Regions from separate parts of the Choristoneura fumiferana genome. Here region 2 is linked to region 1. The links are chromatin contacts, called in public Hi-C maps. All regions are on one chromosome and are shown on one strand. Each heading gives the region's core, a stretch centred on a gene start, on an enhancer-like site or on the middle of the called end of the contact. The rest is flanking DNA. Distances are from core to core; before and after follow the strand shown. Region 1 holds the start of LOC141428916. Region 2 holds the start of Sans (SAM_USH1G_HARP domain-containing protein Sans).

What was found. Hi-C and Micro-C count contacts between places; a contact is called where the count stands out from the background.
Region 2: a Hi-C map of whole pupa shows a contact between it and region 1, with 10 times the contacts expected there. The contact joins the promoter of Sans here to the promoter of LOC141428916 in region 1. A contact is called at or near these places in 2 of 2 Hi-C or Micro-C datasets (both in whole pupa).

Annotation. Positions count from the first base shown.
Region 1 is chr6:6,362,697-6,365,714 of NRCan_CFum_1, forward strand. It overlaps LOC141428916, which reads right to left and starts at 1,625. Exons shown (of 16, transcript XM_074088979.1): 1 at 1,439-1,625; 2 at 1,224-1,344. The coding sequence starts at 1,440.
Region 2 is chr6:6,638,701-6,641,718 of NRCan_CFum_1, forward strand. Sans (SAM_USH1G_HARP domain-containing protein Sans) reads left to right here and starts at 1,440. Exons shown (of 9, transcript XM_074089004.1): 1 at 1,440-1,775. The coding sequence starts at 1,753.

The DNA.
Region 1 (3,018 bases), core at 375-2,874:
ATACCATAGAACTGATCTGATGATGGATCTGGAAGCTAGGCACTGGAACTCCAAGACAGAACAATGTAGGTACTTCACTTATTATAGCCATGTTTAGTCTTGTTAGATTTGTCTTACAGAACTTTAACTAAGTATGGTCTGGTGAGGGAGCAGTAAGGCCAGCACTGGAACTCCAAGACAGATAGGTGGTAGGACCTTGTGCAAGGTCCGCCCGGATTGCTACCACCATCTTGCTCGCTAATCCTGCCGTGAAATAGCAGTGCTTGCACTGTTGTGTTTCGGTGTGGATAGTAAGACAGCCGGTGAAATTACTGGCACTTGAGGTATCCCATCTTAGGCCTCTAGGTTGGCAACGCATCTGCAATCCCCCTGGTGTTGCAGGTGTCTATGGGCGGTGGTGATCTCTTATCATCAGGAGACCCACTTGCTCATTTGCCATACAGTTAAAAAAAAAAAAAAGATAGGTACTCTTGTACCATGTTCCAGGGCATTTTGGTGCAGTTTAGATAGAATAGAATAGTTAAAAAAATACAAATTACAAGAGTATAAAAATGTTCAGCATTACTATATGTACCAAGCTTTCATTGAAGCTTTGATTGTTTTTTTTTATGTGGGTCAATAAACTTTTTCTTGTTTGTTATTCTGTCCCGTTTTCCAAAAAACTGCTTTGATATATACAACTTATATGCTTAGGAGATAGTCTATACAATAATGAGCTTGTGTAGGTTGTATAACAAAAATTTATACTCGATGAATTTCAACCACAGAAAACATATAAAAACTCGTGGCTTTAAAGAGTTGTCCAGGGGACGTAACCATGGTAACGAGGTACAAGAAAAAGTTGATCAACCCCTGATAGGGTATGTATAATAAAAGGTATATTTTTGTTACTGTTTCATTCAAAAGTTAAACTTTTTCAATGGAGTGATTGATGTTATTTCTTTCAAGAGTGATTTTAAACGAATAAAGAATTTGAATCTTATTTAGCTGCCCTCAATGCTACAGTAGTTACTTTTTAGTCTGGCTCATTTTTAAGTTACCTATTATCATGCCAATGTTTGTCAAATGTAAACAAATGTAAAATATACTTCTCATGGTTATTAAAACAAAGCAAAGGTAGATAAATACAATCAGGCGAGATAAAAAATACACACAGACCTTCTATCTGGCTTCACCCTAGCCGGAAAAACATTGGCACATGGCAAATATTTCGAATTGCCTACCTTTGATTTTAACTTTCTTATTTCATTTATGGCCTGATCGCATTTGGCAGCGAATGTGCTGATTCTTATTTCCATCTCGTTTCGACGGTGCAAGGCCAGAGTGGCCAAATCCACAAAGCTCCTGAAACCAACCCAAACAGTTTTTCCATTCAAACAAAGTTTTCACTAAGTTACCCGCCAGTTCATAATATTTGTTCATAGCATTTGTTACTCACATTTTTGCTGTTAATTAGTTTTTATGAATGCGATTTTGTATAAAGTATTCAATTTATGTCGATTAGAGCAGCACATCGATTGAAAAACAATTTACAGTAGAGAGAAGAAAATTTCTTTCTAAACGCGTGTGACAATTAATTTGACACACCAAAGCAAGTGTTGTGTGTGTTGAGTTTTGAAGTAAATGAAACAAAAAAAAAATTCAAAATTGCAGAAATTGCAGTGTTGCCACTTCTATGGCTTCTAGGATCCCATAAATAATCCAAAAAGCGCTCAGCAGGGCTACTACGAAACTCGAAACTCGCGAGGGACCGCACGACACGAACTTCGAGTTTCGTAGTAGCTGCAACAGCCACAAACATAATTTTTGTTTAACCGAAAAACCCTACAGAAATAAATTAAATAATATAACGTGTTTATAATATTTATAACAACATTGTCGTGTTTCGTATAAAATCTGTCACTTATTGTCACTTAGTTACGGTCTATTAAAAGTTTCGGAGTTGTGAGGTTTAGCTCAAAATTAATCAAAATTTATTTTTCATCACACTTGCTCGTAAACAGTGTCAAAACATGAAGGCTACCTTGATTGCAACCCCCCAAATAAAACCCTCGACCGTAATGTACTTGTCATGAAACCCGTGGTCGGTAAATGAGTCATTGCGCGTACAAATTTTCTTGTCATGAAGCCCAAGGTCGGTAAATGAGTAAATGTCCGTACTGATGACGCTGCGCGCGCTGCTGCGCATGGCGTAGCAGCAGGACCACATGCACACGCGGCTCAGGCACATGCTGAGGGAGGGGGAGGGCGGCGCTGCCAAGAGCGCAGCCTAAGGTATCGCCAATATTTGGAACAATTATATTTTTTCTTTTAGAAATATAAAATTTTACTCGCAAATGTGATGAAAAACATTATATGTCGCACGGGCGGTACTAGAATTACGAACATCGACTCATTAAAGCCCTCAGTCTTCGACTTCGGGCTTCTAATAGACTCTCGTTCGTAATTCCTTATTTACCACCCTTAAGACACAATGTACTATTAGATAGTAAGGAAAATCCTTGGTAGGGTGGCAAAAGAACATTAAAGACGCGGTGAGTTTAGAGAACTTGTAACATTATGTGGCGTTTCGTTCGTTGCATGTGTCGCATACTTTATGTATGCGACAAATGTATGTAATACGTTTCGGCACGATAAAACTTGATCAAATTTAAAAACACGACGAAAAATAAATGTTTTGTATTATAAATGTAAATACTTAAGCTAGCAATTTTTATCATAGCATTTCTATTTGGAAAACTACTGATGTCAGAGCGCCATCTATAGAAATATTAAAAACTAATTTACAAACTCTACAAAAATCTACTCGTCGATAGAAGGCGCTGTTAACGATACAGCTACCCATCGATAGATGTCTCTAAACTAAGCTAAACGGCGAAACAGCTTGATAATAAAATTGATAATGAATAGTAATGAATAAATGTACTAAAAGCTAAAAAAATATTCGGTTAGTCTCATCCATCACACCACTCTCCGCGTCAATCTTTTTTTTTTCTACATAAAAACTGATCGTGATTG
Region 2 (3,018 bases), core at 190-2,689, 280 kb after region 1:
GCTTTTTGCGGCACTTTGTTATAGATAATGGATAAATAACGTCCCGAATTCATTGCATTAAGCTTATCGGCTGATTGGCCTATGACAAGTGTTTACGGCTCCAATATTGCTATTAAAAGCTTTTTGATGACGTTCATCCTCGTGACTACAATTTAGAATGGAGCTGAAGGCGAGTTTACAGAATATGGAGTGAGTAAAATTATTTTTCAAAAAGGATGACAGCTTGGACCCTCTTTGAAGAACTATCGTTATCGATATCTATCTACATAAGAAAGAAAGAAAGAAAATACATTTATTTACCATTTTTTAAACAGGTCATAACGAATCTTCTTGTCTCGTAGGTTCGATGTGTTCCAACTCCCGTAACAGGCCTGATTCCAATGTATATACGGCACCATAGACCATTTGCGTCTAGCCTTTGTGGACTATGAGAAGGCATTTGATACTTTGGCCTCTATTTCACCATCGTGACAATTGTCAGTGTCATATGTCGAAGTCGACATTTATTTGTCGGTAAATGTAAAACATAGAGTGTCATAGAGTAAAGCTGTGTCCTCCGATCAACGATGGCTGTGTCAGTCAGGTTCGCGATGGTAGCTATGTTTCGTGGTTAACATACGGGTATTTTCAAAATGGATCTCTATGAAAGTAGTATATGTTAGCATGGTGAATTAAGGGTCTGAAGCCGTATTGCCTAACGTTTCTGAGGCTCGCGATCGCAATCAAATGACAGATTTCATACGAAATTTTTATATATTTTGTATACACAAAAACTGTCATTTGATTGCGATCGCGAGCGTCAGAAACGTTAGGCAATACGGCCCCTGGTTTGTTCTGGAAGCCTGGCAAAATCTTCGCCTGGTATACAGATACGTAGATCCCTGGAATAATATATGTATATATCTTGTATTTCCCATCGAATTAAAATTCCAAAATCTCAATCTCAACTGCTAAATCTATAGGAACATTAATTTTAGTAAAATGCTGGAATTTCAATTCGACTAGGTACCACAATCTAATGGTTGTCGCGAGTGAAGACGCGGGTCAAAAGAGTAATTATATCGACACTAGCTAAAGCCCGCAGCTTCATTCCCCATAGTAGAACATAGTAGAAGGCGTATGTATTTAACCTTAGCCTTGTTGTCTTAGATATAGAACATGTTAATTTATTATTTAAATCCTGCATCATTGTATTGTAATCGGGGTGATAAAATGTAGAAACCCATAATCCGTAATAATCAGGTGCGTCATCTGTTGTGCAATAGAAGTAGATAAACTTGTTTGCTACTTGTTAATAGATGGCAGTGCAACCAAAACAAGCGGATGACACCATTAACACCAAGCATCGTACTCTAGCTAGTATCCACATTACTCACAAGATGTCGCTACTAGCTCTAAAGGTCGTTGAATCGTGGCCATTCTTCGTTTTGTTCTTTTTTTTCGTCAGTGCAGTCACCACATGACAGCGGTCGGTTGCAATCAGTTGAATTCCGTGTAAAACAATAGTCGCGTTTCTCACACACAAGTGAATTAAACAGGTGTGAAATGTTGTTATAAGTTGCGAAATATTATTATTACAAAGTTTGAGACGAACTAAAGTGAATACCCACGGTTTTACGGTGTTGAACAAACTTTTCTGTCAAATTAGCATCGGAAGTGTGACAAAATAGAAACTTTCTCGTGTTATCAAATTTGCACCGAAAATGAGTTGAACAATTTTTCAAGTGCCCGTTGTTTGTGTGAATTTTCAAGATGACTACAGACAGGTTTCATAAGTAAGTGTCCAGTTACACGGACTTGTAATGTAATTTAATATTCGTCCATAAGTACGAATGATAAGATTCTACCATGTTTGATAAAAATAGATAATAATATCCTTCATCAATACAGTAGATTGGCAAAACGAAAACATGAGTTCACCTACTGCTTTAACCAGAAAACATTTAAAATGTCTTTGTTGTGCAAATTTTGCCAAAAAAAATATTGCTTTAAACACTCATAATATTTCGTTAAATAGCAGCAGATTAAAACATTCATTGTTTCATTAATTACTTTTCAATGTCATTACCATGGAAGCGGAAACCATAGGAAGGAGACACGCTCCGGGTGATGTCAAAATCTACAAGTTCATTGCCCTTGCATGTACGTGTAAATACATAAATCGTCGTTACATTTGCCAATATTTACCAAATGGTTTACTGTAAAAAATCACCAAAACATTGCAGTGCCGCCCTTTTATCAGATTGACTCGGAATAGCTAGGTATCTGCACAGGAACCCAGTAGGTATATACGGACATTTTTTTACTTAACTGGGAACTTGTTTGCACTAGGTAAATAAAGTACCTTACCTATTTAACTGCATATCCATTCCGTATAATCAGTGATATTATATATAATATATTATGTATATTAAAAGAGCTAGATATTTCTTAAGCTTTCGTAAAACAAGAATTAATTATAAGCTAATAATCAACACGGTTCAACTCACGTAAATAAGCCAACACACCTATCCTTGATAAAGACCTGCGAAAAGATCGAAACTAGTCGGACCGTTTCCTGACTTAAAGAAGTGAGTTGAACCGTATTTTACTAGCGCGTCAAAAATTAAGTGAAAAGGCGATATTTAAGAAAGAAAAAAGAAAGAAAGAAATACATTAATTCACAACACAGCAATAGACAACACTACACAAGACACAACAATATTATTAAGTACGACAGCATAGGTAGATATGTACCTACTACTCGTATGTGTCATTGCGGTTCTAAATCGGACATTTACATTTAGTCTCTGGCCTCAAGTGATGTCGGAGAAAAGGATAACCGTAGGCCTTCTTAGAGACAAAAGACATAAGGCGTGTATTAGTGTGTGCTTCCACTGCATTCGGAGTATGTTTTTCGGCTGTTTTGTGAGCATACGACATACCTACCCACCTATCTTAACTTGCTTTGAAAAAAATACTTTCTGCCAAGTTTCTAGCGGCGCATTCTTCTTGACAATTATGGTATTTCCGAAAACG